7 separate regions of the Mus musculus genome follow, and regions 2, 3, 4, 5, 6 and 7 are each linked to region 1. A link is a contact called in public HiChIP or PLAC-seq and promoter capture Hi-C data. All regions are on one chromosome and are shown on one strand. Each heading gives the region's core, a stretch centred on a gene start, on an enhancer-like site or on the middle of the called end of the contact. The rest is flanking DNA. Distances are from core to core; before and after follow the strand shown.

What was found. Promoter capture Hi-C pulls out the DNA fragments that hold promoters and counts their contacts. HiChIP or PLAC-seq counts read pairs in DNA pulled down with a chosen protein or histone mark. Capture Hi-C pulls out chosen DNA fragments and counts their contacts.
Region 2: a contact with region 1 is called in a promoter capture Hi-C map of liver, with 4 times the contacts expected there. The contact joins the promoter of F11 here to the promoter of Ankrd37 in region 1. A contact is called at or near these places in 4 of 39 promoter capture datasets (embryonic stem cells, hippocampal neurons and liver).
Region 3: a contact with region 1 is called in a promoter capture Hi-C map of adipose tissue. The contact joins the promoter of Cyp4v3 here to the promoter of Ankrd37 in region 1. A contact is called at or near these places in 10 of 39 promoter capture datasets (the 3T3-L1 cell line, 3T3-L1-derived adipocytes, cranial neural crest and 5 more), 1 of 484 Hi-C or Micro-C datasets (bone marrow-derived macrophages), 2 of 115 datasets of contacts at active chromatin or transcription factors (bone marrow-derived dendritic cells and bone marrow-derived macrophages) and 2 of 9 other capture datasets (adipose tissue and liver).
Region 4: a promoter capture Hi-C map of neural stem cells shows a contact between it and region 1. The contact joins the enhancer-like site here to the promoter of Ankrd37 in region 1. A contact is called at or near these places in 7 of 39 promoter capture datasets (the 3T3-L1 cell line, embryonic stem cells, hippocampal neurons and 2 more), 1 of 115 datasets of contacts at active chromatin or transcription factors (forebrain) and 2 of 9 other capture datasets (adipose tissue and liver).
Region 5: an H3K4me3 HiChIP or PLAC-seq map of embryonic stem cells shows a contact between it and region 1, with 8 times the contacts expected there. The contact joins the promoter of Fam149a here to the promoter of Ankrd37 in region 1. A contact is called at or near these places in 4 of 39 promoter capture datasets (cranial neural crest, embryonic stem cells and liver), 2 of 115 datasets of contacts at active chromatin or transcription factors (embryonic stem cells and neural tube) and 2 of 9 other capture datasets (adipose tissue and pancreatic islet).
Region 6: a contact with region 1 is called in a promoter capture Hi-C map of neural stem cells. The contact joins the promoter of Tlr3 here to the promoter of Ankrd37 in region 1. A contact is called at or near these places in 12 of 39 promoter capture datasets (the C10 cell line, cranial neural crest, embryonic stem cells and 7 more), 9 of 115 datasets of contacts at active chromatin or transcription factors (astrocytes, bone marrow-derived macrophages, embryonic limb bud and 6 more) and 4 of 9 other capture datasets (adipose tissue, embryonic stem cells, liver and 1 more).
Region 7: a contact with region 1 is called in a promoter capture Hi-C map of neural stem cells. The contact joins the enhancer-like site here to the promoter of Ankrd37 in region 1. A contact is called at or near these places in 1 of 39 promoter capture datasets (neural stem cells), 7 of 115 datasets of contacts at active chromatin or transcription factors (acute myeloid leukemia, embryonic basal ganglia, embryonic forebrain and 4 more) and 2 of 9 other capture datasets (adipose tissue and embryonic stem cells).

What each region holds. Positions count from the first base shown.
Region 1 is chr8:45,997,664-46,001,807 of GRCm38.p6, reverse strand. It overlaps Ankrd37 (ankyrin repeat domain 37), which reads left to right and starts at 1,958. Exons shown (of 5, transcript NM_001039562.1): 1 at 1,958-2,191; 2 at 2,405-2,557; 3 at 3,320-3,411; 4 at 3,988-4,144. The coding sequence starts at 2,165.
Region 2 is chr8:45,260,305-45,264,448 of GRCm38.p6, reverse strand. It overlaps F11 (coagulation factor XI), which reads left to right and starts at 2,418. Exons shown (of 15, transcript NM_028066.2): 1 at 2,418-2,507; 2 at 3,368-3,423. The coding sequence starts at 3,369. The region is part of intron 3 of Gm30504 (a long non-coding RNA gene); the gene reads right to left.
Region 3 is chr8:45,331,443-45,335,586 of GRCm38.p6, reverse strand. It overlaps Cyp4v3 (cytochrome P450, family 4, subfamily v, polypeptide 3), which reads left to right and starts at 2,424. Exons shown (of 11, transcript NM_133969.3): 1 at 2,424-2,822. The coding sequence starts at 2,609. The region is part of intron 3 of Gm30504 (a long non-coding RNA gene); the gene reads right to left.
Region 4 is chr8:45,356,699-45,360,842 of GRCm38.p6, reverse strand. All of the region lies in intron 1 of Fam149a (family with sequence similarity 149, member A), which reads left to right. Among named protein-coding and RNA genes, the nearest start is that of Fam149a, 24 kb to the left of the region's middle. Within about 2 kb of position 2,407, at least 162 of the 459 cell types and tissues checked have an H3K27ac peak or open chromatin away from gene starts, as enhancers often do. A contact at or near this core is called in forebrain, hippocampal neurons, liver and 1 more, where this site is marked.
Region 5 is chr8:45,380,466-45,384,609 of GRCm38.p6, reverse strand. Fam149a (family with sequence similarity 149, member A) reads left to right here and starts at 2,319. Exons shown (of 14, transcript NM_153535.2): 1 at 2,319-3,457. The coding sequence starts at 2,850.
Region 6 is chr8:45,408,221-45,412,364 of GRCm38.p6, reverse strand. It overlaps Tlr3 (toll-like receptor 3), which reads left to right and starts at 1,985. Exons shown (of 7, transcript NM_001357316.1): 1 at 1,985-2,065; 2 at 2,387-2,569; 3 at 3,630-3,699.
Region 7 is chr8:45,437,708-45,441,851 of GRCm38.p6, reverse strand. No RefSeq gene overlaps it. Among named protein-coding and RNA genes, the nearest start is that of Tlr3, 29 kb to the right of the region's middle. Within about 2 kb of position 2,476, at least 23 of the 459 cell types and tissues checked have an H3K27ac peak or open chromatin away from gene starts, as enhancers often do. A contact at or near this core is called in neural stem cells, where this site is marked.

The DNA.
Region 1 (4,144 bases), core at 709-3,208:
CTCCTCAGGAGAGAATATCATATTTGGTACTGTAATCCTGGTCGAGAGCCCATGGATGGGGAAGTCATAGATAGGTCTTAAGGTAGAAGTCACCATTGTTATTTTTCTAGATGGCTAGGTTTTCAAATAGCTGTGTGTGTGTGTGTGTGTGTGTGTGTGTGTGTGTGTGTGTGTGTCAGGATCAGACTGCAAGTCTCGGGGATTCTCCTATGTTCACCCCCTCCAGCTTTGGAATGACAGGTGCAGGTAGCTGTCCTTGTTTTGTTATTCATGTGGGAGCTGAAGACTGAACTCAGGTTAGTATGCAAATTACATTACAATCTTAGAAATGGTCAAATTATACACATCTGAGAGAACTGTATTAAAATCAGATTATCAGGTTTGATTTGCACCTGTTGTACACACCTATATAACTAGAGTTAAATACAATTTTTTTTTTTTCAGGCACTGAGGAGCCATGAGTGAAAAAAGTTTTAAGAAGCCCTGTTCTAGGGAACAGCCTAAGATTGTGGACCACCACAATGAGCAGTGTGCCTTATTAAAGAATTATATTGGTTAGTGAAAATTAATGGGTGAGAATTTTGTGACTTGTTGGGAAAACTGTGACTATGATAAACTTGCTGTTCTTTAAAACCATACTGGTTCAGATATCTTCTGTTACAACTATTGAAAAAGAATCCTCATTAAAACGGGAAGCCAAATATTTAAATAAAACTTCCTTAGGAGCTAAGATTTACAGGAAGAAGCACAACATAGACTATTTTAAGCGACACGGTCTTCTGTGTCAAGTAAACTCTACATGTTATTTGATGTCTAACCAGCTGTTAATAGTTTCTTACCTCTATGTTTCACCTGCTACCATTAACTTTAACTACAGTCAGAAGTCAACAGGGTTCATGAAAAGGAATTCAAACTTTGCAGTTATTACATTGTCATGAATTTTACCAGTAATGCCATGTTTGTTTTAAAATCTCACCCTAAATTATTGTTTCTTTTGGTCTGCTTCTCAGACTTTACTGACTTCAAGGCTTTGAGTAGTAGTATCCTGGGAAGAGTCCTTTTGTTCCTCAGGCTTATCTGATGCTCTAATTTGGGTTCTGGGTTTTGATGAAGCCCTTCTCATGTCCTAGCGCAGGGGTTCATGCTGTCAGCAGATCACATCACTAACATTAAATCACTTGGCTGCTTTCTTCACGGTAATCTTTTGTTCTTTCCTTTCCGTATTCTTATTATTCCTAATAACCGGAGTGAGGGCCATCCCCTTGGCAAACTCCTTGTATTTACTAGCTATTGCCGGAACCAGGACGGGTTTCGGACCCTCAGGGGACGTGTGACAATGGGTGGCTTATTTCACAGGAATTGCCACCTTGCTCACAAAGGCAACACTGACTGATAGGTAATTCACTGGGTTTGGGAGAGCATCTCCTATGGTAAACCCTCCGTCACAGTCTCATCGACATGCCCTCTAACGCCCCACCGCTGCATCCCCTTCCAAAGCATCCTGCGGCGCGCGCGGCGGCGGAGGACGTGGGGCAGGAGGAAGCACCTTCGGACCAAGCTGGAGGTGGAGGACGCGGGGCCTGCGGGGGTGGATGGGTGTGGGCTACTTCTGCTTCCCTCTTTTCCGGGCTACGTGCGTGCTCTCAGTCACAAAGCCATGCACCGGCGATTGCGGCTTCTCCAGAGGGCTAAAAGGGCTTGACTCCACCCAGCAGTACGTGCCTAGCTCGGCTCGCATCATGGCCGCCGCCAAAGCGCAAAGGCCAGGCCTTCCACCCTCTTCGCCCACCACCTTCACTGCGCACGCGTGCTGCGGCCGCCTGGGCTTCGCTCCCAACAGGGCGGACCCAGGGGGAGGTCGGCCTGGCCAATCAGCTGGCAGGCCGCGCAGCAGGCTCCGCCCCCTCCTCTTTTGCTTGGGGTTCCAGGCTGCACATGTCAGTGTTTGGGTACGTGAGGCCGCAGCGGGGCTGGGGACATCGCGCTGGGCAGAACCAGGCCGTGGGAACGCTCCCAGGCTGGGGAGCGGCGGGGAGGAGCCGCGGCCCTGCAGGTTCCCGAGAGCTTTAAATTCTCCCGAACTGGGGCAGTCCCTTGCATTCTTACCGGCCAGTGTTGCCTCTCTGAACTCCCGGGGACACTTGTCATCTGCTTTAGGTGGGCGATGCTGTTGCTTAGTTGCAACTTGGAGGTGAGACTCTCGCCCCTTTAAGTCCTGCAGGCTAGATCTCCCAGAGGTCTGTGTGTCTTAGGAGCTCTAACAAACGTGACAGTGACAAACTGCTGGGTTACCAAGTCAAACCTTGTCAGATCTTGTTTTCTTTTTTTTTCCGTGGAGGGGTGGATTTTCAGCTCAGAGGGCTCGAGCGGGACAGGACAGTGACAAGCTGTTCTTTTCCTGCAGGAGGATGACCTTAAGAGTTTGCTGGAGACAGGAGCATCAGTGAACGCACCTCCGGATCCCCAGGAGCAGTCGCCTGCTCACCTAGCTGCAGGTGGCGGCCTTGCGTGCTTTCTTCTCTGGCAGCTGCAAACAGGTGCTGACCTCAACCAACAGGTAACTAGGTAACCGATTGTTGCTATGTACAACCCTCTCCTCCACCCAGTGTCTGCACGGACATTTCCTAGATGTCCGTTTCAGTTGGTATAAACAGGCATATAGGAATTTCCAGGAGAAAAATACATACTGCAAGATGGTAACTTGGAACTTTTTAGTATCCACATTAATAAAACAAAAACAAGCCATGGGATTTCTTTTAATAATCTAATCCCAAATACTCTTTCAGTATGTAATTATATCAGCAATGATTTATGTGTATTTTATTTTGCTCTTGTACCACGGTTCCCAATTCAGTGTGTATTTTACTTTTATGGCATAGCTCAGTGAAGTCGAACCACATTTCAAATATATATATATAGCATGTATTTACTGTACTTTTAAAAGTACTTGCTATTGTCCAAGTTCCAGTCAACCAGGAAATAGTATGTGGGAAACATGCCCACCATCAATTCTTCCAGTAGTCTTCATCTTCATTAGAGTGTGACGAAGTTTTTAATTGTAAACCTTTGGCTTCTATAGAACTCTATAGTGTGCTGGCATTCCCTTAATTTTTTAATGTGTGCAAATATGATGGCATGTTTTTATTAATGGAAACTTTGTATTAGCACAGCAAGAGAACTTCATGAAAAATACAATTAGTGGAATAATCCAGTTGTTACAAGGTAGTTTTCACTGGCTCCCTCAAATAGCTGGTATTACTTTGCCCACTGGCTTCTACAGAATGTTAGGGAGACCCTAATGTGCAGTCTTGTCTTACAGGATGTCTTGGGAGAAACTCCACTCCACAAGGCAGCAAAGGTTGGAAGCCTGGACTGCCTGAGCCTCCTTGTGGCCAGTGATGTCCAGATTGGGTGAGTCTGAAATCAGTGGTCTGAGGCTTTGTGGTTTCTTGGATTAAATTAACCATACTCCTAATTATATATGATCTTAAAAATAATACTCGCCTAACTGGTAATATAATGTTATCCTTCCAGGAATTGAATATTATCAAATAGAGTAAGTGGAAACAGATGTTCGGCATCCAGAGGTGCAAGTCTTCATGGCATTCTACTACAGTTTTGGCTCAGGAAGACTTTTCCTATAGAAGTTCTCACTGGCTATCTACTGAACCATATAGTTAAATACAGTGAATTTGAACACCAAATATTCTTGTAGTTAGATTCTTTCAATAGTGAAATATGATAATGGAATAAAAATACGATAGACTGTCCATGATATGCGGTGTGCTAGTCACTGAGCATACAGTGAACAGAATTTAATTTCCTTGATCTTTCTTTGGCCCAATTCCGGTGTGATGTGTATGTATGTTCTCGAGAGTGTGAGACCTCTTTTATCCTGTTCCCTGTGTTGATATGTATTCCAATTTCCTCTACTAGAAAAATAATAAACAATAATTTTCACTTAACTCAATTTTTGTCTAATTTCAGCGTATGCAATAAGAATGGGCAGACAGCTGAAGATCTTGCTTGGTCATATGGCTTTCCAGAATGTGCCAGGTTTCTAACAATGATTAAATGTATGCAGACGGCAAGATCATCAGGTGAGCAACAGGAGCGTGACCCCCGTGCTCCTGTGCTGAGACAG
Region 2 (4,144 bases), core at 1,169-3,668, 740 kb after region 1:
TGAATAGTTTCTTGGTTCATAGTTGCACTTGTAAATATGAGCATTCACTTAGTTTTTCTATAGAAAGTTGAGAGCCTTCTCAGAACCTGTGATTGTTTCTCTGGAAGTTACTTAAATCACACCTAAATACAAAACAAAACAAAACCGAAAATCTATGTGTTCATGTATGAGTATCTATCACAAAGTATCCACAGAATCCACAGGAATCAGTCCTGTCCTTCCACCATGGGGATCCTTGGGGTTAAACTTACATCATTAGTTTTGGTGGTAGGCACCCTTTGGTCATCTTGTCATCTTGTCAGTTCTAAATTAGACTCTCAAACAGTTTATTTTTGTCTTGGTGTGTGTGTGTGTGTGTGTGTGTGTGTGTGTGTGTGTGTGTTGATGGGGTAACAGGAGACCATGAAGCACTCTTTATGGTGGTGTTTTTGTTTTGTTTGTGGCACAGAGTATCTCTAACTATGTATTCCAGGCTGTCCTGGAGCTCACTATGAAGACCTGGCTGGCCTTGAACTCACAGTGACTCATGTGCCTCTGCCCCTCCTGAGTCCTGGGATTAACAGGTATGTGCCATCATACCTAGCAAGTTAGTGTTTGTCTAAGCTAGGGTTTCTACTGCTGTGATGAAATATAATGACCAAAGGCAAAATGGAGAGGAAAGGGTTTCTTTGGCTTACACTTTTCTTATTGTTGTTCATTATTGAAGGAAGTCAGGACAGGAATTCAAACAAGTCAGGATCAAGGAGGCAGGAGCTGATGCAGAGGCCATGGAGGGATGTTACTTACTAGCTTACACCCCCCCCCCCCCCCCGGCTTGCTCAGCTTTCTTTTTTTTTTTTTTTTTTTTTTTTTTTTTAGATATTTTCTAATTTACATTTCAAATGCTACCCTGAAAGTCCCCTATACCATCCCCCCACACTGCTCCCCAACCCACCCACTCCTGCTTCCTGGCCCTGGCATTCCTCTGTATTGTTGCTCAGCTTTCTTATAGAACCCAGGACCACCAGCCCAGGAATGACACCACCCATAGTAGGCTGTGCCTTCCTCCACTGATCACCAACGGAGAAATATGGGCAACAGCTTGCCCATAGGATGGGTCACTAGTTGGGTTGGTTACTGTTGGGCCATTCCCTCAGTCTCTGCTCCATCCCCCATCTCTACATTTCTTGTAGACAGAATCAATTTTGGGTCAAAAGTTTTGCAGGCAGGTTGTTGTCCCTCTTACATTTCTCATGGAGGCATTTCCTCAACTTATTTCCTCTCTCTGATGTCTCCAGCTCATGTCAAGTTGACACAGTTGTTCGGGACCCACATGAAGACCAAGCTGTTCATCTGCTACATGTGTGGGGAGGCCTAGGTCCAACCCGTGTATGCTGTGGTAGTTCAGTCTCTGAGAGCCAAAACAGTCCAGGTTAGTTGACTCTATTGATCTTCCTTTGGAGTTCCATCCCCTTTGGGGCCCTCAATCCTTCCCACAACTCTACCATCAGAGTCCCCAAGCTTCATCCACTGTTTGGCTGTGGGTCTCTGCATCCGTCTGAGTCAGCTGCTGGGTGGAGCCTCTCAGAGGACAGGCTTTCTAGACTCCTGTCTGCAAGCATAGCATTAATAGCATCAGGGATTGGTGCTTGCCCATAGGATGGATCACTAGTTGGGTTGGTTACTGTTGGCCATTCCCTCAGTCTCTGCTCCATCCCCCATCTCTACATTTCTTATAGACAGAATCAATTTTGGGTCAAAAGTTTTGCAGGCAGGTTGTTGTCCCTCTTGCTCCACTGAGGTTCCTGCCTAGCTACATGAGGTAGCCTCTTTAGGTTTGATATCCTCAATGCTGTGAATCCCAACTAAGATCACCCCCCATTCATTCCTGGTGTCTCCCCTATCTCAGGTCTCAGATATGCCTTCAAGATGCCCCCCCCCCACCTCTCCACCTCTGCCAGCTGCAGATTTCCATTCATTCTCATGGCCATCTGGCTATCTCTCCTGTTCCTCCCCATACCTGGTCCTGAACCCCCTTCACCCCACTCCCCATCCCCTCTCCCACCCAGTTCCTTTCCTCCATCTTCCTCCTATGACTCTTTTATTCCCTCTTCTAAATAAGATTCAAGCATCCTCGCTTGGACATTCCTTCTTATTTAGCTTCTTTGGGTCTGTGGAGTGGAGCGTGAGTATTCCAACTTCTAAGGCACACAGACAACCTCAGATTCTCCAGCCCTTTGTGTGTGTTGCTTATTTGAACAAACGGGTGAAAGAAAACACACAAAGTTGGCGTGTTGAAAGAGTTAGTCGATCTTCTGGGGTAGGTTTCAGTACAGAGACCAAAGGGACATTCTCAGACACTAGACACACTATGCAAAGACAGGATGTCACATGACAAAGGATAACGGCACAAGTAAACATTTAAGCAACAGTGTTCCATACCGGCTCACGTAGAAAAAGGACAAGACTATAGGAAAGAAAGCAAACACTCCGCCGAGGACTACAGCAAAGACAGAAAGTATCTGCAGGTACGGCTTCAAAAGGAGCATTTCTCTCAGCAACTTATATCTGTTAATGCCCTGTCTTCTGGAATAAGGGCTTAGTTTTTATCAGTAGAGAGAGATTGATTTTTAAGATGTATCTGATTTTACATTGTAGATCTCCTTAGTCACCCCCTGTAGTAAACTAAGGAAAACTTCCGTGGAGGGAGAGGGGAAGATTAGTAACTCGTAGTGAGTAAGAATTCTCTTTCAAGAAAAAGATTCAAGAGCAATACAAGGCCTAGATATGAAGGTGTGTGTGTGTGTGTGTGTGTGTGTGTGTGTGTGTCTTAACAGCCTGTTCAGAATTTAGTAGGTCACATACACTTACAAGTAATGAAGACAATATATTAATGAATTTGCAGTAATTTTTTGTTTTAGAAATAGAAACTGTTGTAAGGAGGATAATCATTCAGAGCTCTTTGATATGTATCACTCACATTCACATACATGCATACACACAGAGAGAGAGAAAGAGAGATACAGAGATAGACAGAGAGAGAACCCAAAAATGTAAAGAGAGGAAATGAGTTGAAAGAAAAAATGGGAAACTGGGTTAGGGAGGGGTTCAGATGACAGTGACTGGGGGCTTTCAGAGTTGGGAGTGAGGCAGCGATGGAGAGAGGGCAGGGAGGAGGGAGTGTCCATTGTGACCTCTGCAGAACTCTGACTAGACTGAGCAGCTCACACCGTGTTGGAGCTGTCCTAACACTACCAAGGGGACGGGGGAGACCCCATGAACACCACCTAGGGAGTTGCTCCTTTCATTCTGTGTAAAGTCTGATGTCTTCAAACTTGTTGTAAATTTATACTCTGTTCTAAAAACAGTGACATTCTTCTCTTTGTAGGATGACCTCATTACATCAGGTGTTATATTTTATCTTTTTTGCCTCAGTTTCTAGTGGTAAGTTGCTGTATTTATTTTCCCCTAACATAATATTTTTTATTACTTGAGAGTTTCATACAATGCACCCTGATCACACTCACTTTCCATTCCTTCTAAGTTCACCCTCCCACTCTTGAGCCCTGCCAGCTCACTCCCCCCTTCTTGAAAAAAAATCATCAAGTCAATCAATTTGTGTTGAGAATATATACTCGTTGGGAATGTGATCAAACTCCCAATGGTCAGCCCCTTAAAGAAAAGTGAGTCTTTTTCCTCCCCCACTTCTCTCCCCACTCCCTTACCCAGTTGGAAGCCATCAACTGTGAAGAGTTATACTTCAGCATCTTTACTACAATTTTAAAGGACTCTCTTCAGTATTTAAGTATGGCTTAGAAATAGCTCATTCCTTGACCTGTAATGTAGGAAACAGCCTAAGTCCACAAAAAGAAATTACACTTCAGACCCCATATATTGTGGAATAATTCCATGCTGTGAACTCCAGGGAAGGAAATAGAGTCGTTTATTTTCCAGTGAAAGCTCCCCTTTAATACATCAAAGAAAGAAAGAGATTTAAATATAGAATTACAAAGAGTCTTCACCTATATCATCTGAATGCTAGTAATATCTGTCTATAGAGTTGCATCTCTATCTACCTACACAACACATTGCCATGATTCCTAGGAGCAAGATTAGAAAGAGAAGACTCGACTCACCTCATTGATTATTATTCCATAAGGGATTC
Region 3 (4,144 bases), core at 1,175-3,674, 670 kb after region 1:
CTTCAATGCCTGTCCTCCTTTATGCAACACTGACAAAGCTCCTACACTTGGCATCCAGTCCCTGTCCGTTCTCCCCACCTCCCTGAAAATAGACAGTGCTCTTTGGAGGGACCCTGAAAGTGTGGTAGAGCTCACACCATTCCATGTTTGGAAACTTGCCTTTACCCATATCCCTGTTTGTCCCTTACTGAGACACGCCCCAAGCTTGTTTGTGAAGAGATGGGTTTATCTTACAATTCCCCTTTGTCCACAGAGATTAGCAGCAAATCACATAGAGGCATATCTTCTACTCTTATAGCTGTAATTGAGCCTACAGCTCAGCCTCAGTCCTTTTAGGGCTCCCTTTAGAGGGAAGCAAACTAAAGCTCACGAGACATACTTAACAGCAGTAAGTAAACACGATATTTCTGTAGAATGCCTGAAAGTGATTCAACAACGCAGAAGGAAAAAAACAAAACAAAAACAAAAAAACCAAAACCAAAAACAACTCTTCACTTTCTGCCTCCATACCTGCCTAGTGTAGTTGCAAAGAAAAGTTTTCATTATATTTATGCATTCGTAGATATATTGGTGTATGTGCATTATAGCCATGGAATATAATAAATACAGTAAATCGATAAACTTCTTATTTATTTATTTATTTATTTATTTATTTATTTATTATAAGTACACTGTAGCTGTCTTCAGACACTCCAGAAGAGGGCGTCAGATCTCATTACAGATGGTTGTGAGCCACCATGTGGTTGCTGGGATTTGAACTCCGGACCTTCAGAAGAGCAGTCGGGTGCTCTTACCCACTGAGCCATCTCACCAGCCCCAATACACTTCTTGAAAACAGGCAATTTTAAGGACAATTATATATTAGCATATCACCGAGCACTTCTGCTCATAAGCATATGTACTGAATGGAAATAATTGAGTCAAAAGATATCAAAGAGAAGGAATATTCATAATTATCCACAGCATATGAAGCATCTATATTTATATTACTATGTTTTATGAAATATATTAATGTTCTACACTAGTGTGGATACATACACTATATAACATGCTACTTTGAATACTTACGATAATGTAACAATGTATATTTTGCTTCGTCATTTGTTTTCTTTTGCTCTTTCACTTAATGTTTTATGAACTTCTTTTCCTGACAGTACACACCAGATGGCTCTTTTGTAAAAAGTAACTGCAGGGGTGGGCAACATGGCTCAGCTGGCCAAAGAGCTTGACACCAAACTTGACCACTTGCGTTTGAGCCTCCAAAACCACATGGTGGGTTGTTGTCCTCTGATCTCCATGCTTGCATACAGTTTAAAAAGAATGTAATACGTTTTTAAAAATTCAACTGAGGAAAGCCCTAGATGTGCTTTCTTCAGGTCCCAGAGGCCACACGGGTGTTTGTGGGCACACCATGCAGTCTCTGTATGAAAATAACATTCTCAAGAAAATGAGAATCCAGGGCATCTGTGGATTTCAACTTTCTTGGCACTCTCCCCAGTGTGCAGTAGGCAAGGGCACTTCTCATCCTGCCCTTTGGTAAGGACAATGGGGTGTAGAACAGGGACTCCTGTTCAGGCTGGAGACCTCCATGGGTAGCTAGTAAATAACTTTGCTAGCTTCTTCTTTCTGGCCTTTCCCTTTCTGCAGGCTTGGCATTTTAGCTTCACTTTGACTGTGCCCCATTACTGTTGCCAACCCTCCTCATAGCATGCCTTCTTCCACCCACTTCTGAGCCCCTCCATCCCCACCCTTGTTCTCTCTAGTTCTGGCTTTCCTTGATCAGAGAATGTTTAGGGAAGTGCTAGACTGTGTTCTCCTTTAGTTCTGGTGATTCAGTCTGTCAGCTGACACTCACTGGATACGTGGCTTCCCTAAACTTCTAGGTCATGGGAAGGCGGTTGCTGTGCCGGACCCTGAAGCAGGGGCCAGAGTGTGTCCGGTGCCCCTGGGCAACCGGCCCTGCCCTAGGGCAGCAACTGATGCAGGTTTGCGCAAGGGCTAGTTGAATTTAGAATTCCAAAAACTGCCTTTCGACACCGAGGACTCTTCATTTGAATTTTTTAAAACAGACTGCTTATGAGATCTGTAATCCTTCCACAAAGCAAGGGAGTTGCAAAATTCTTAACAGCCCACATTAGCCGGCCCTAGGGTGTCCGGAACTGGCGATGCGAATTTCTAGTTTCTTCTCCATCCCGAAGCTACCCTAAATTCGACTTCCTCCGCCATCCTCATCTTTCCACACCGTGAGCTTTCACGTGCATTCTGAACTTCAGAGCTCAGAAGTTGTTCCGGTCTTTCGCTTTCGCCTTGAACCCCAGTGGCTGGCGCGTAGTACGCAGACTCGTGCAGGGCATCACAACAAACCTGCGGGAGCTTTCCCCGCCCCCTCGGAAAGTTTGTCCCCAGGGCGTGGTGCAGACGCTACAGATTTTCCCAGCTCCAGAGCTGGAAGATCTGAGAGGACCTGGTGTGCCCCGGGGGTTCTTTTTCCTGAGCCCTGAGCCGGGAGCTTGGAGTTCCCGAATTTGTCCCTCCCTCCTCTGCACCCGGCAGCGACTGGTCGCCACCTTCTCACTGGCAATCCAGAGGGAAGAGGGGAATCAGAGAGATGTTGTGGCTGTGGTTAGGGCTCAGTGGGCAGAAACTATTGCTTTGGGGCGCAGCGAGCGCGGTCTCCCTGGCCGGCGCCACTATCCTGATCAGCATCTTTCCGATGCTGGTAAGCTACGCGCGGAAATGGCAGCAGATGCGGTCAATCCCGTCGGTGGCCCGCGCCTACCCCTTGGTGGGACACGCGCTTTATATGAAGCCCAACAACGCAGGTATGTGTATGTACAAGGAAGTGTCTACTCCGTCTACTACTCTAACTAAGGCTGTTAGGCGCCTCGTCAGTCAGAGACACCTATTTAATGGACTGCTCCCACTCCCTCCCAACTTTTTCTTGCCACAATTGAGGTCTTCACATCCCTCAGACCTGCTAGGAGAAAGAAGAAATCTTCCAACCTCCACACCCCCACCCCTCCAACTCACCCTTACCCTCCAGGGAGTAAGTTCCTAATTCTCCCCATACCCATTTCCACTCTAGTGCCTGCCAAATTGCTTTGTGCCTCCCATCCTATAACGAGCATAGCAAACATACATATGTGTATATAGCATGTGTGTATAGAACAGGTTACAGTCTTTCCAAGTAAAATTAATTGATTGATATGCAGTTAAAATCCTCTTGGCCTTTGTAGATCAATCCTTCTGAGGAAGTCTTTCAAGGCCACTTCAGCAGACTCTACTGCCAAGGGCCTTGAAGTAAATTTATATGGCTAGGTTCAAAAATCTTACTTATTGGAGAGGTTTTTGTCGTTATTGTTGTTGGTGGTGTTTTTTAAACCTGAAATAATTTTAAAGAAATGTTTTATGCAAAAAAATTTTGTTCTTTTGCTTTAGAAAAATACCTAAAGTCAGAAAGTTCTTAAAAATAGTGGTATCTGTGGTTCCCTGTTAGAGATAGTGTATTCAGTCTTAACACTTAATCTTCATGGCTGTGTAAGCCTGGACATCCAGAACTGAGAAGAGACTTCCAGATGGCACATTTTAAAAGAACCTACACCAGATCCTACCTTTTCTTCAGATTAACTATTAATAGTTGTTTTACGGGCTGACCATCAATTTTAAATCTTCTTTAATATAGGTTTTAATATAGTTGCATCTCATTTTATTTTTAAATTTTTTATTGGTTATTTTCTTTATTTACATTTCAAATGTTATCCCCCTTTCCGGTTTCCCCTCCAAAACCTCCCTATCCCATCCCCTCCCCCTGCTTCTATGAGGGTGCTCTCCCACCCTCCCACCCACTCCCATGTCACAACCCTGGCATTCCCTATGCTAAGCATTTAAATCTTCTTAAGATCCTTTATTATCACTTCTGCGACCCAGGACAAAAACTGTCACAACAACTTAACTTGAATAACATGGGACACCATGGGAAAGTTTGTACGAAAATACTATCTAGCAGAAATCCAAGCAAATTCTCGTCACCTAACAATCGGTGTGACTTATAAGAAGTAATCCAACAACACTTTTATGTATGTTAGAACCATGTTGATAAAAACCCATGCTGTTTAGTTGAATAATACTCAAAAGAAAGCTAACA
Region 4 (4,144 bases), core at 1,158-3,657, 640 kb after region 1:
TTTAGGGATCCAAAATTTAGGAGAATGGCTTATCTGTGCGTGCCTTCAGCTAAAGTAAAGGTGATCGACAGGAGATGAAAACAAGAGATGTCAGTTTTTACCAATCGGCCCTTGGGCCCAAGTGACGAGGCTGTACTCATCAGCAATAAGAGTTGCGAGCGCCTGTTTGAGCTGTTTGTTCACAGGTATGTGATGCGAAGGGAATGCCCTGTAAGCAGCTGTCCCACCCATGTCTGGACGTGCTGAGAGGGTTAACCTGTGCAGGAGCAGGGACTTGGGACTGCCGTGGATCCAAGATGGCTGCCGACTGGGACGTCTTTCCTGATGAGATGTGCGGTTCACTTCCACGCCTTCAATTTCCATGACCGCTTTAATTATAGTATGTATCAGAAGTGTCACCACCCGGAGTCAGGCCGGGCTTTGATGGAGTGGACAGTGTCTAGTTTCTTGGTGTCCCATGTGACTGTGTTGTTTGGTAGCCATCCTGCTGGAGGAACTATTTGAAGTCTTGAGACTTCACAAAAGGGATGTTCAACTAAAAGCAGGCTTTTAGCCACACATGAGTCACTTCTCGATCTAATTGGGTGCACACCTGCATGAAGTCCTCGTGGATCCTCCAGACCCCATCAGCCACCAGGCAAAAATCTGAGCCACCTCACAAGGAACAGAAAGCAAGTCTTGACAGCATATCTGAATTCTGCAGATTGTGAACATGTGGAAATAAGTTTTCAGTCTTTTAAAAAATATTTTTAAATTAAAATACATATACATTATTTAACCCATCTCTTTCCTCCCCTGACCCTTCTCACTCTCAAATTAAGGCCACATTTATTTTTTTTCAAATTGTTCTTATATATACAGATGTCTATATAAGTGTATGTATATATGTATAAATGTTCCTAATTACATAAATAAAATCTGCTCGGTCCATATAATATTACTTCGATGTATATGATTTTAAGACTGACCATTTGTTAGTGGATAACCATTTGGGGGCTCTACCCTGAGGAAGGCTATTTCTCCCTCTTTCAGCATTTCTTAGTTGCCTGTAGCTCTTTGAGGGTACCAATACTGGGCATGCTAACATGAAAGGGTGGGGGACGATCATGGGGCCTCAACCTTGGTGTTTTTAAGTTTGATTTTTGTGCAGATGGAGGTTGCACTCAGGCCTCCAGAGAAGCAGTTTACCACGGATCTGCGTAGGTCTAGAACTACTGTTTCATTCCAGGAATACGTTTGTGATATATTGATATTTAAAAGTAGATATCTGGGACGGACACCCATGCACACACATTCACACACATACAGACACACATGCATGCACATGCATTTGTACATACACTCATATGCACACACACACACACACACACACACACACACACACACAAATGATTGTGGTAATTCACTTTCGAATCCCCAGGGGTCACTCAAGAGGCTGAAACAACAGGATCTCTATGGTTGGAACTAGCCTTGGCTACATAGTCAGTCCCTGACCAACTTGGGCTACAAGGAGAGAGACCATCTCAAAACACGCAAGGAAACAAACACATGCATTAATAAACCAATGAGTCGATCAGCAAAGACGCTCTGTGGCTTACAGTAAAATGACTGGTTTGTGTGACTTTGAGGATCTGTTTGCAGAAGCAGAGACTACACAGCAAAGGATGCTCTGATCTTGTGTATTATCAGACCTAAAGCTCTGATTAATCTTGCATTTACTAGATCGAGGCCTTGGTTATTTTAAACCTCTCTTTGCCTTCTCACCTGAAACCTTGCATCTCATTGATGCTGGCAGGAAGGATGTGAAATCTTGTACAGTTCTTTGCCTTTCTCTCAGGATTCTAAATGCTATGTTGGAGAAGCTAGGCTGGAAATATCAGGGCTTGAAAAATCAGTATTTTAGAGAGGACTGTGGGGTTGGCTCAGGGAGACCACCAAATCCTCTGGTCTCTGGATATAGAAATCTGATCTGCAGAAGCAGTGGCCAGCTTTTCCGGAGGTCCTGGCCAGAGAGGGCGGGAAGGGGCGGGGAGTGCTAGCCACGATTCTGCCCACTGCAGCCCGGGCCGAGGCAGGAGGCAGGAAGGATGGGAGAATTGAGAGACCTCGCTGTGGCATCCAGCCTCTGTTGGATCTGAGGGTCCGGAGCCGGAAGCCGTGCCCGGAGCCCCGGGATCCGCCGCGCCCATGGGCCCCGCCAGCGCCCCTGGCTCCGTCTCTGCCGGCTCGCTGGTCCCGGACACTCCGCGGGTTCAGCGCTAGCGGGGCTCGGGGCTCAGGGCTGGGCGGGCGCGGAGCTGAGGTCCCGGGGATCCGGGGACATGCTGCAGCCCTTGCCCTGCGTGAGAACGGCGCGGACAACCACCGCACAGTGCTGCCCAGGCCCCGAGGCTCCCGGCCCGGCCTGTGGGACAAGAGCCAGAGCCTGAGGTTGATTGTAATTGGGTAAGTTCACCCCGGCTGGGTGTAACGAGTTCTAGATTATGGCTTGGTTTTGTGAGAAGTGCGTGATTTTTTCCCCCTGCCTGCAAAGGCAAAATACATCTGGTGTGTGCGTTCCTTCCGGCATTCATTCATGAAATTGTAGCATGCTGGCACCAGCAGGCCTTCCCAAGTGACGTCGCTTCTTCACTCAGAGACTCATTACCGCGTACCAGAAGGTACAGTCCCCAGAACTAAGGTAGCTTCTTAGATTTCGAAGGATTATTCCTCTCCCCTTGGGTATGTTGGCTACACAGTTGAAAACCAGATCCCTGCTGGTTTTAACTCAGGGGTAGAGTGCTTGCCTGGCTTGCATGAAGAGGCCCTTGCTCAACTTCCAGCACACAGAAAGAAAACAACACACATACACACACACACACTTGACTATCCTGCATTTTAATCTAAAGACTGTATCTACTTCAAATACTCCTTTCGGACAGAGAAATGGTGTTTTGAAGGGTGTATGGACTGTTACTTGTACCTCCACGGGGCAGTTTGACATCCCCCCCACCCCGGCCAGGTTTGCAGGTTCTCAGAAATCCACCTAAATCAATCAATCAATCAATCAATCAATCAATCAATCAATCAATCAAACCAGACTATGTGGAGTCTCTGGAGGAACTCCTGGAGATCAGTATTGAGCCTAACTCCCACGTGTGTGCGTTATGGCTCCATTTAGCCCACCTCAGGAGAGCCCACATATTGGTTTCAAAGGTGCACACAAGAAAACTGTTCCTAGCTCTAGAATGTAAGCATAAGGAAAGGACTAACATAAAACTGTCAAATGTCTAGGTATTGAGTATCATGAGTTTAACAGACATTGCACAGGGTATAAGTTCTAAAGTACTTACAGGATAGGATATGTCCTGTAAGTTTGCATATTTAGTCCAAGGAGTGGACAGTTCACAGGGGATTAAGATGTTCAAAGTTATGCATGGAACCAGTGTTTGGCTAGAGAACAGAGAAACCGAAGGACTAAACCCTAATAATAACATAGCCCAAGAAGCAAAGGATACTTAGAATGCCATGTCAGCACTCTCCATCTTGTGGTGAGCTGCATCCTATCTGCTCCATGCACTTGGGATCGATGCTTCTAGGACGAGGGGAAGATGGCTGCTGTGTTGTTAGTTTGCAGATGTGTGTGTGTGTTGAGCCACAGGGAAGAGAAGTCCATGGGTGAGTCTGCTATGAAGAAGGCCTCAGAGAGAAAACTGCTAGTCTCCCATCATGGACGCCATCATCCAACTGGATGGCATGTTAGCTCGAATCTAACTTAAGCTCCTTACTGTTCAAAATACAGCTACTCGACATAATATTTAGTTGGTCTTTGAAAGGCTAGTTTATAAGAATTTCTATGATTACCTAAAAGTTGAATCACAATGTGATTTTAAAGTCAACTTAGAAACATCTGAACAGTGCTAATAGAAAGTGTTTTATCGGCATGGGAGCTGGGTGGAGGGAGTGGCTCAGTGGCAGAGCATTTGCCTTACACAAAGACCTTCTGGATTCAAGCCCAAGCAACGAGACAGACAGACAGACAGAGAGAGAGAGAGAGAGAGAGAGAGAGAGAGAGAGAGAGAGAGAGCATAAAATCTTGCAGTATGCTAAGTTCTTTTTTCTGCTTCTTTTTAATATCTTTGCCTCAGAATTATTTAACTGAACA
Region 5 (4,144 bases), core at 1,070-3,569, 620 kb after region 1:
AAGCTGTTGATGGATGAACAATGGCTGTAAGAGACCCAGTGGCTTCCTTAGAAGGGTTTATTATGGGTGCAATTACAGATCATTTTTCCAAAGCAGTGTCTGCAAAAACAAAAGGGTCAATCACTCATCCACTGCCCCTTGTTTATGGGGCTAGCTTTTCAGAAAGCCACAGTCATTAGTTAACTAGCAGTGGGACCTTCCTCCATGGGCCTTCTCTCTTTCTGTCGCTTTCTCTACGGATTAAAGACAGTTGCTATCACCACTTGAATTTATAGCCAGCTGTTTAGAGCCAATGTGGCCACTGAATACTTTTCTAGAATCACAAGTAAAATACGATGATGGTGAAAAGCTCCTCTTTGCTTAAGCAATCCCCTAACAGTTTCCTAGGGTTATCATAACAAGTTGCCACGTCAGGATGGCTTCACGTAGCACACTTCTGCAGGCTACAAATCCTACACTGGGTATCTGCAAAGCTCGGATCCCCTGGAAACCTGGAAGTCAGGATTTTTCTCTCCCTCTACCACCTGAACAGTAGTTTTGAGACTGTCCACATATCTGTCACCACAGAGGTTAGGGTGTTTTCTCCCATGTCACTTTTCTTGCTCACAGTATACTGTCCCATTGGCTTAGGGTCCATGCAAATGACTTCATCAGAACTTAATTATATTATGGTCCTGTCACCCAGGTTTTTTGTCATATGGTTTCAGTTGAGGTCAACTATGATTCAGAAATATTACTGTAGGAATTATATGAGTCTGTGTATGTGTGCCTGTGTATATATATGTGTCTGTGTCTGTGTCTATGTCTGTGTCTGTGTCTGTGTGTGTGTCTGTGTCTGTGTCTGTGTCTGTGTCTGTGTCTGTGTGTCTGTGTCTGTGTGTCTGTGTGTCTGTGTCTGTGTCTGTGTCTGTGTCTGTGTCTGTGTCTGTGTCTGTGTCTGTGTCTGTGTCTGTGTCTGTGTCTGTGTCTGTGTCTGTATCTGTATCTGTATCTGTATCTGTATCTATATCTATATCTACATATAAAGAGAGAGTGTGTGTGTAAGGACAAGGGACCAGCCATTCACATAACATTTACTGCAAGCCTGAGGAGCTATGTGAAGTATCTGAATGCCCTGACATATGTTCCATAGCTTGGGGACCATCTGGCAAATTGCAGCACAGGGGAATGACAAGAACATGGCAAGTGGCAGTTGGCCAATGCCAGTCTGCTTCTGATAGCCTTTCATTGTCCTACAGTCGTCACAGCCTTTCTGGTCTGTCCCCAGCACCTCTGTCTCTAGGGTCCACCACTGCTGACCTGGGGTTGTCTGGCACTCACTCACCCTTCCCCTCATCCAGATCCTTCCTTCCAAGCTTTCCATGTTGACGACTGCATACTCTTCCTAGTCCCAGAATCTGATTAGATGGAGCCTTATTGCTCCAGAGCTCTCTCTCTCTCTTTCACCCTCTCTCTCCCCCTCCCCCTGCCCCTCCCCCTCTGCAGGTGCTGTGCTTTCTCCCAGGTGATGCTGACTGAGATGGTGGTCATGTGCTACACTTGTGTCTAAGGGCTTATCTCAGTCACAACCTGAGATAGATAAGTATCTGTTTTGTTTTGTTTTGTTTTGTTAGTTTTATTGTACTTCAAGAACACTGTATCTCCTTGTCTCTCAGTGCTAAATGAGTCTTGAAATTCTATAAAGGTGCTTCTGACATGTTTATTTGCCAGGTAGGATACACTAATGAGATCATGGGCCATTTTCAATATGATAGGTAGAAAATGAGCTGCCTATGGGAAAACATAAAGCTTGATGTTCCAATTATGTTACAGTTTGAAAAGAAACACCCTCCCAGGTTCATGCGCTAGAGGCTTGGTCTTCAGTTGGTAGTGTAGAGATCCCCTCATTAAAAGTGTTTTTAAATGTTGTCATAGTTACAACAAACGGAGATGCAAAGCTTACCAGAAGGTATAAAAATAACCATAGCTCAGCTCATACATATATAAAATCAAAGTAGGTGTAATGCCATTTGTTCCACATAAGATATCTTGACATCTTCAGTGATGGACAGAAAATAAATCTTGGGGTAAACAAAGTGGAGCCCATTTCAAGCATATTCCCTCAATTCACCTTCCTGCTCACCCTTCTCACATCAAAGATCATGATCATGAGCATGGTATATTTGAACTTGTCAAGTCGAATGAGTTCCAGAACATTCTGGAACCGATGGGTCCGCTTGCAGGGATTATGTTCAAGGTCCTAGTAGCTCCTGGGCAGCCTGAAGCTGTAAGGATGGTGGCGAAATTTGAGACTGTTTCTTTAAGGCAAGAGTCAAGGAGGGGAGCTGGTGTTTCTATTGTGGACACAGCCCAGCTACAGCCTGGAGTCCAATTAGCAGAGAGCTTAGCAGGGGTTTTGTTTAGCTTAGCAACCGCCTGTGCAGCCCCAGGGGCCAGCCAGAGAATCTCCAGCGAGTTTAGCCCATAATCCGTGCATCCAACACTAGTCCTCTCCTTGAGCTCTGTGCCCCTGGTCCCTTGAACATCTTACTACACTGTGGGACAGGAGGGATTTCTCTTTGCAGAGGGTAACCAGCCTCCCTCTGTCGCCTTTACATCTGTGGGTTCATTGGAGAGGGTCTGTCAGACCCATAAGGAACTAAACGCTGAAACAACGGATTCCTGTGGGTGGAAAAAAAGACCTAGAAGCCTCGAGGAAGCTGTGTGCCAGGACCCCAGGACCCTCTGCTCGTCCCCAGAGCCATCTGATCCAGATCGCTGCAGGGGGTGGTGGATGGAGCCCTGCAGACCAGCACCTGGTGTCCTTGACCTCCCGGCGACAGTCACAGTAACCTCTCCAGGACCAAGGCATGAAGGTCGCTGTGTTGGACCTGGGGTCTCTGTTTGCCAAGATCTTCAAGCTCTCAACAGCATCCCCGGCAGTCTCCAGCCACCCTGGAGGCGCGGCGGCCACAGGATCAGTAGACTCCGGCGCCAGCACGTCGCTTAGAGAGGCTGAGACCCTGACTTTGCTCCCATCTCTGCCTCCAGACACCGCGGCCTCACGGGAGCCCTTCACCCCGGTGCACACTCCGCTCCCTGCCTCGCACCCCAGGAGCTCCGCAGCTGCTCAAAGGGTAGAAGCAACAGGGTGTTCCGGATCTCTGCCCAGCAGCTCAGGAGCATCCATAGCACCGCCCTTAACCCCCTACAGTGGCTCTGCCGGCTCAGTGGCTTCAGTGACTTTACCCAGCCCAGGGGTTGACTGGGCGACCCTGCCTTCTGTCACCATCCCCTTGGGCAGCAACAGCGTCACAGCATCAAGTCCACGGAACCCTCGCCAGCTGCGAGCTCCTGGAGAGCGAGAGCCCAGTGTATGGATGGCCCCGGGTCCGGTTCCCAAAACTCTGTTTTTCACCTTGCCTGACATTGGCGAGGAATGGACCTCGGACAGCGACTCCCAGGATGACCCAGAAGGGTGAGTAGCAACAGTGTTGTCAACTTTGACTTCCACCCTCTGCCTGCCACAATCTCTTCCCGGGTTCACTCCGCCCACTCCCAGGCTTTCTGGTCATTTCCAACATAGACTATGAGAAACTTTCCCTTAACATCCTCACAGTAAACTTCTTGTTGATCAAGGGAGAAAAAGAGGGAAGGGACAGACTGTGTGCTAGGTCTCTGCTACCCGAAGCACTGAACCCTAGACAGTGAGCATGATTTTCACGAGTCTGTTTATTTTCAAGCACCTTTCTCTGCGACAGAATGCACCAGGTGTCCAGGCAACCCGCTCTACTGGAGAGCAGCAATGGTTAAGAAATGGCTGTGCTTCCACAGTTTGAGGATCAGATCCCAAGAGGAATGACTTTCCTTTACATGACACCTAGTTAATTTACATATGTATCACCTCATCTGTTACAAAGGAGACCTGTGATGCTTAGAATTACATCTCCCAGAGGTCTTGAGTTCTGTCTTGGGGCCCTGAGTTACTACAGAAACAATGACTGACTTCACCAGAACAGAATGGGAATTGGAGGCCACTTTTCTAAGCGGACACACACAAACACACACACACACACACACACACACACACACACACACACACACACACACACCATACACACACACCATATACTTACCCTTTGAAATCAACGCATTATCCTTACCA
Region 6 (4,144 bases), core at 736-3,235, 590 kb after region 1:
GTTGAGGGCCCAGTGGCCTTTTTCACAATGTAATTTCCAATTAATGTTTAATACCTTTGTCAGATTTTGAAACACATGGAAGATGGGTCAGCAGTTAAAATGCTTGCCAAAAGCATGCTTGAGGAACACATTTGGGGTTCCCAGAACCTAGGTAAATGTCAGGTGGATGAAGGGGCTTGCCTGAGACTTCTAGGGCCTAGAAGGTGAGGATGGGATATCCAGAGCAGGCTGGTCAGCTAGGCTAGCAGCAAGGAGCTCTCAGTTCAGTTGAGAGACCCTTCCTCAATGAACAAAGTGTAGCACAATAAAGGAAAATACCCCAAATCAATTTCACGCCTTGATGAATATGTGCACATGTGTGCATATGTCCCCCACCCCCAGTATGTACACATATACATGCCAAGATATGTACACTTGAAAAAAAAGTTCTCTATTTATTTGAAGCCACTTACTAGTCAACTAACATTACAGCTAACCTAATATCTGTAAAGAATTACAAAGCATAAGATATTATAGATTATAGAGGAAGTATATTGTACTTATCTAATGCTGCATGGCCTATCACTCCATTTCTAAACAGTAAAGCAGCAGCAAGATGGTTTGCAGCTTTTCTGGGATGTTGGCAGAACTTGTTGAAGAAGGTCATTCAAGGTCATTGCTGAAGAAACTGCAGTAAGTTAAAGTAGATTGGAGGACTGTCTCCCATGCAGCCAGAGTCCATGTTAGCCATCTCCTAGGTGTTCGTGAGCATGCACATTCCCCTCCTTATATCCATTGCACAGCTAATCTAGGCTTCTGATTGCATAGCATTGGAGCCCCAGATTCCAATGAAGCCTGAGAGAGACTGGTGTTCCAAGAAGACAAGTCTTAAATACAGAGGCACTTATCAGGCTTCCCTAATGGACTCAGAACCAGACAGATATCCACTTGGTCAAAGCTACCCAAGCCAAGGGTCAGTGTGGGAGAGGACCATACAGCAGCCGATTCTCTGTCAGGAGACTAGTCCTTTAGAGGCTAGCAAGTTCTTCTGTGAGATGGTGTCAGAAGTAAAATTACAAAAATGCAGCCCAACCTGTTTTCAAGGAACCCACAGAGGTGAAATCTTGCCAAGACTATCAACGTTGTGTTGGCATCCAGGTGGATCAATGTAGAGGTCATTAATTTACTGAGGACAAAGTGCTTGCTTATGGTGTTGAGCTAAGAGTGTAGCCATGAGCCAGGTAACCACAGGAAGTAACCTCCTGGGGCCAGGGAAGAGCAATTTGCACCAGGATACAAAGTTACTTCTTGCTTTCACTTCTGTGGCCATTCACCTTTTCCACTTTCACCTCTGCCAAACAAAGGAACTATTGACTGAGAGCTCAGGCACTCCCCTCTCTTGGCTTCAAGACAAGAAGATCAGGTCAGGTGCTCTCCCATTTCTTGTATGCTTTATTACGTTTAACTTTTTTTTTAAAACTAAATAACAACCTGGCTGAATACTATGTCATTGCTCATCTGTAATGAAAAGAAAACTGACTTCATTCCCTTGCAACTCCGTTTCTTTAACCAGTTGGAGTCCTCATAGCTAATTGAGGAAGAAGGAGTTAATCCCGAGCTCTTCTCTGACCAAACAGATGCCTACTGATGCCTAATTTGTGGGTTTTGTGGAAAACTGGGCCTGCTTGAGTAAGAAAGGCTCTTTGTGACACCCAGTGCTGGACCAAACTTCTGCCTTCCTTCCTCCCTCCCTGCTCCCTTCCCCCATTGTTATTTCCCGGCCTAGTTGTTTCTGGGAGTTTCCTGCTTTTGAGGCAGGACCTCCTCCTGTGTCCGAGATGTCCTCAACATTTCCTGCTGGAAAACTGGATGGCCATTTTTACCTAAGAGATTAAGTTCGACTTTACTCATTTTGCAAAGAAGATAAAGCGAGGTAAGTGAATGGCTTTCACTTTGTTTAGACACATCCCATTTCCCCACACGGCCGGTCCCTGTTGGCCCCTCCCACTATGCGCGATTCCCGACCAGCACTCTGGGTCTCTGGGCGGCAGTCCCAACCTCAGACCATGCACTGCGCATATCACAGGTTTGCAAGGATCTGAAACCCACTGCAGAGGGCTTGGCTCTGAAGCCAGAAACTTACTGACTTCCAGAATTCTGCCCCCAGGCGGCGGCCGGTTCCTCGGCTTACACCTTCCTCCCTGAAGGTCGATTTGTGACCATTTCAATGAATCCCAGGAGGCCCTTAAAAAGAAACTAAAAAAGGGTAACAGTTTAATAACAATTTAACTGTTTCGCTGAAAATATCCTCTCTCTCTCCCTCTCCCTCTCCCCCTCCCCCCCCCCCCCTCTCTCTCTCTCTCTCTCTCTCTCTCTCTCTCTCTCTCAACTTAAGTTTCACTTTCAGGCTGAAAGGAAATGTGTGATTTAAAAAAAAAAGTCTGAATGAAAACTAAGGGGATGCAGGACCTCAGGCTGAGTAAAATCAGAATGTACTTGGCTTTTGAGGTTGACGCACCTGTTCTCTATCTGGGAAGTTAAACTGCCTGAATCACAATCGCGCACCAAAAGAAGATAGAAGATGATGCAGGTATTGGGAGAAGGGGAAAAATGCACCATAGTTCCAAATGTAAATTTAGCTACAAATTCTGATATCTTGTGATGAAATGCCAATTTTATGCAGCAACTAAAACAACAGCAGCAAGAACATACTTCCTCTATAGACTTCTCTTCTTGGAAAGATACTTTGAGAAAGCATTCAAAGTGATTTTGTAAAAGGCTTTAAAAAGTGGGTGAATGTGGCTCTGAGGGGTGTAAGGGGTAAACAAGATCAAAATACATATGTATGTGTAATGAATAGTATGAAATCATCAAAGAGCAAGTAAAAGGATTATATTAAAAGGTAGTTAAAAATACTTTTTAAAAAATTGCACCTTTTCCAAAAACAAAATAAAACAACAACAACAACAACAACAACAAAAACGCAGAAGGTTAAAAAGTCCTTTGTATTTAGTGAGCTAGAAAGGAAGACCTGGCACTCCATGACAATGTTCTTGAGAAAGGACAAATTCTCAGATGTTTCTAGGAACTGGCCAGTCACTTTCTGTTACAGAATGAAGAAGGGCAGCAGGAGAGGAGGGCAGGCTGTTCTGGAAGTTGTAGAGTAAGGCCAGAAACCAGGCTGGCAAATTATGGACTAGTTTGGGGAAAGCAGTCAACCTTCACCATATAGAAGTTGTCATAAGCTCTTCTCATGACTTTATGATGTGATTTTGTGTTGACACGTATCTAACTGTTTTGAAAGCTTTTCCTTACTATTAACTATTACCTACTAACTCGTGTTACTGATGAAAAAAGTTTTATGATCTCCTTAACACGCTGTTTAGGATTTGTCCCCCTCCCACTTTCTCTGTCTTTCTGCTTGTGCATGTGGTCACCATTCTGAATTCCCTAACATTCTAGTCACTCATGACCTTGTTTTTCATGCAGCCTGCTTCATTAGTGGATTTTTTTTGGGGGGGTGGATTTTTTTTTTTTTTTGCTTTTCACTCTCAATGAAGTTTGTTTTCAGATTGAGACTGTCTTTCAGTTATTCAGGGATACAGTTTGGAAATGCATTGGTCCTTAGTAATTCTAATTTCTATTTACAGTCTTTCCAGAGGGATAGATGTTACCTAAGCAAGGAGTAGAATATGATACAGGGATTGCACCCATAATCTGGTAAGTAGAGGTGAAAACAATACCTCGAGGAAAATTTGCTAGTTGCCTGTCTCTTACTTTGCAATCTGTTTTGTAATGCAAAGTTTATAATAGGCTCACATGCATAGAAAAAAAATCAGTAAATATCATATGATCACTGGGGGTCATGACCATATCATCTGAGGGAAAGGGGAGGCAATTGTTTTAAAAACATATTACAGGTGAACTTCAAAACTAATGCACTAATAAAGGCAGTCATGTATATGAGAATGAATGAGATCCCATTTTCTGAGGTTACAGGACTAATCTGTAGGGAAGGCACTGGTTGCTTCTGGGAGTAAGGGTAGACATTAACTGAAAAGGGGAGAGAGGAATTCTTTGGATTTGAGTTACACAAATCAATTCATTTGCCAAGTCAGAGGATACATACTTAAAATGCATCTTATTATGTGGAGTTTTACATTAG
Region 7 (4,144 bases), core at 1,227-3,726, 560 kb after region 1:
AGATCCCTAAGCCTCCCATCCTCACAGAGAGGCAGAGCTTTTGTCAGTGACACCAGTCAAGGCCTGCTGAGTTCAGCATCCGGAGTCTCTTTCCACACAACCCGAAATGACTCAGTTTCAGAAGAGCATCGTGCTGACTTCAGCCTTCCTTCTGAGCCCCCCAGGCTTACACTGACCAACACATCAGTCAGTAGTGTGTGCTCCCATCGGACACCTTTGCTGGAAAGACTAGGGGACACAACCTGTATGCAAAGTCAAATCCAACAAAGAGAACCTGAGCAAAGCATCTGAACAGAAAGCCACCACCGTTCCCAAAGACCATGAACACATGACAAAGAGTGCAGAGGAAGTTTCTACTGGATAGGCAAGAAAATAAAAACATCTGAGTACATTTTACCTTATTTGCTGACAGCACCCATATCTGTGGAGATTGCTGTGTGCGTATAATTGCTGTTTTTCATTGTATTTTACCCCACTGACCTTGTTTTAAGTTAGAATGCAGAGCAATGGCTTTCACGATGGCCTTGTTCTGCTTACGTGTCATTGTGCTTTTCTCTCCTTTCCCCATACTCTGGGCTCCTTCCCCTTCCAGAAGGTTCTCTTTCCCTTCTGTTCTCATGTCACCTGTATTCCGTTACTTCCCTCTCTCTTAAGATCGTTTCTCCTGACTCTCTGTGCAGTGAAGGGTGGTCAGCATGGGGACTCACAACTAGTTAAAGTGCAGAGTGTCAGTGAGGTGCTCAGCCAAAAAGGTGACATCTGTATCAACACACACACACACACACACATGCACACACAGAGAGACACACACATGCACACACACACATGCACACACACATCAACACACATATACATACACACACAAACATGCACACACAGAGAGACACACACATGCACACACAGAGAGACACACACATGGACACACACACATCAACACACATATACATACACACATACACACATATACACACATACATACACATATACACACACATACAAACATACATATACACACAAACACACACATACACACACACACATACACATACGCACATGTTCAGGGACCATCACAAGGAGGAGGGGGAGCAACAATTGTAAATCCAGAGGGTGAGAAGAACCAGAATAGAACAGTGTCTTCATGGCACTGCACTGGTGAACCCACAGTGGCCTGCATATGATCAAGTCAGAGTCCCAGCCTGTGAGACCCCTCCTCTATTGAGGAGCTGTGGGCAGGTGCTGGCTTCTGGAGGAGAAAGAGTCACTTTGTCTAAGAGACAACCATGCTCCTGGGAATGGCTGCACACTCATGGATATATGAGACCAGCACAAACTGAGTTATTAACAAAATAAAACAGGAGGGGGTAAGGATTTGGGGAGTATCTGGCAAGAGTTAGGAGGAGGAAAAGAGAGAATATGATGAAAATACATTGTATGGAACTCTCAAAGATTAATTAAATATATCTTAAACTCCCCTATCATACACATAATTTTAATAAACACATTAATTACCATTTTCTTTTTCCCATTCTCCTACCCTCAGAGGTATGACACGTGTAATGATATATAATAATGTTTTAGAAAAATAATATTTCTAGTTTTGCCTTAATTAGTGCTTAAGTACACACATATATTTGTATTGAAATTAACTTGCTAGGAAAATCCTTAACTTTTGCAAGGGCAGTTATTGAGACAGGGCCTCATTAAGTAGCCTAGCTGGTCAGGAACTCACTCTGTAGGCCAGGATGGCTTCTAATTCATAGAGATCCACCTGTCTTTGAATGATAACAAAGTTTCATAAATAATTTATAGCTATACAGTTACTTCTCAAGATCTCAAGTCATGGTGTGTGTGTGTGTGTGTGTGTGTGTGTGTGTTGCTAAAAATCAAACCCAGTGTTTCACCCACACATGCTAAGCATACAGCCTTTCAGTTAGTTATACTACTCAGGCTTTATATTTTCATATATTAAAGTCACACATGCTTGTGTATGCATCCAATTTGACTGGGTCTGGCATGTTGAGAGGAATTCACTACTGGCATTTGATATAAACGATAGGAAAAAGGCAGAGGGGACGCCCTTTGCTTATTCGTTAGTCACTGGAATGTGGAGTAGGGCAACTATCTTCTGTACATATGTCATTGCAGTGCTGAACATCCAAACTAACCTTCTAGCCCTGTAAGTATGCTATTTGTAGTTCAGGTCATTTAACCAGAGGACAATGCTTCAAAGAAAACAACAACAACACACTGATCCGGTTTAGCACTGCAGAGGACCACAGGGAGAAAGAGACAACAAAGGAAACGATAAAGAGGTCGAGAAAAGAGAAAACTTAGTTTCCATTTGTTCTAATTTCTACAAGAGTTATTTAGTCCTCTAGATTTACTTAGCCAGCATCTAAACAGCATCTAAACTCAGGGACGGCTAAAGTGAAAGGGGAAAATGATCTCTCTGCTCCATCTAGTGTTAAGTTTTGAAACAGCAGTTCTCACTTCCTAGTTACCTAATTGGAAACGGAATGAGGAATAGGATCAAGTCAAGCTCCCTCTGTACAACTGTGAAAGCATTGCAAACAATGCATTCCTAGCATCGTGTGCATGTTTTACAAGGTCGTTGAGGCAATCCTTAAGTCTAAGGCACGGCAGCAATTATGATGGGGTCATGCCTTGGAAGCCTGACTCTGGCTTAGATTGGGTCTGCCACAAGCCAGCTTTAACATCATAGTCTGTCTGGAGTTGCATGTGATTATACATCATGTGTGATTCTGGGTGTGAGTGGAGGACAGATGGAAAGAAGGAAGAAAGGAAAATAAAAAGGCAGTCATAAAGGAACCAGAGGATAGAGGCATATTGCATCTGTTAGATCATACTCCCTAGCAACCTGCCCCCCTCTCTCCCTCTCCCTCCCCCTCCCCCTCCCTCTCTCTTCTCTCTCTCTCTCTCTCTCTCTCTCTCTCTCTCTCTCTCTCTCTCTCTCTCTCTCTCTCTCTCCCTCTCTCAAGCCCGATCATGCTTCCTGTAGAGCTCAGGTCTCTACCTCTTCTAAAACTATAACAGAATATTATAAACAAACACTCTTCCTTATCTCAAACAACTCTGATACCCACCCAGAAACTGTCTTTGAGCTATGCCAAGCTAACCACCCTCCCACTTGGTGGAGGATGGGGAATGTGTAACATAGGAATAGGGGACTTTTGCCTCCTTCCATGTTACATACTCTTATAGTCTCTCTCCCCCTGTATGCTTCCTGCATCTTGCTACCCATGGCAACCAACTCCTCCTCTTTCACTTTAAGCTATCTCTGCTGATGTTCTCCTATTGTCTATAATTCCCTTACCACCAAGGTCCCGTCAGTTTGCTGCTGGTGTGATGTACTAACTTCATAATGCTGCCTTACCTCTGGGTAAGGCCAATCATGGCCTACCTGGTTTTAAGGCTATCTCCCCTAATGCAGCTCATTTCTGAAGGGCGATTGTGTCTGCTCCTTTCCTGAATCTGCCACTCCTGTTCCTAACAATCCATATCATTATGTCTATTGAGGGCAAATGGACAGATCTGATAAACTACACTGCCATGAATGCATCTTACTATAAAAAAAAATCTGTTGAAACTTTATTAAACAGGATAGTGACAACGGCAATGGCCACTAGTTGAATATGTGTTGTTTGTCATATGTCCACACATGGTTTTATTTAATCCATGCCATAGTCCTCTCAGGCAGAAATTATCAGCAGCATTCTTCACATATGGAAAATATGAGACTTCAAGACCTTAGTAGCCTTGCACAAGGTCCCATAGTCATTCAATGATAAAACAGCGATGCAGTTCTCCGATTTCCCATTATCAAGCTCCACGGTGCTCTCATGGACCGAATGCCTCTTTCTTCCAGAATGCTTTGGAATCATGGCCAACCATGGCTACATAGCTGGAATCCTTAATCTCCTTTCTGTCATGTTCACTGGAATAGTATTATATATACTAAGGCAACCATGGTGCAGAACATGGGGAGGGATGGGGATGGTTGTTTCAAATGTGGATCCCAGGTCATAAAGTGAAGAAAAAGAAAGTTAACTTTACATAGCATTTTTAGATGTCAGGATGGATTTGCTTCTGTGAAAACACGTCATCACACAGGACCAAATAATGG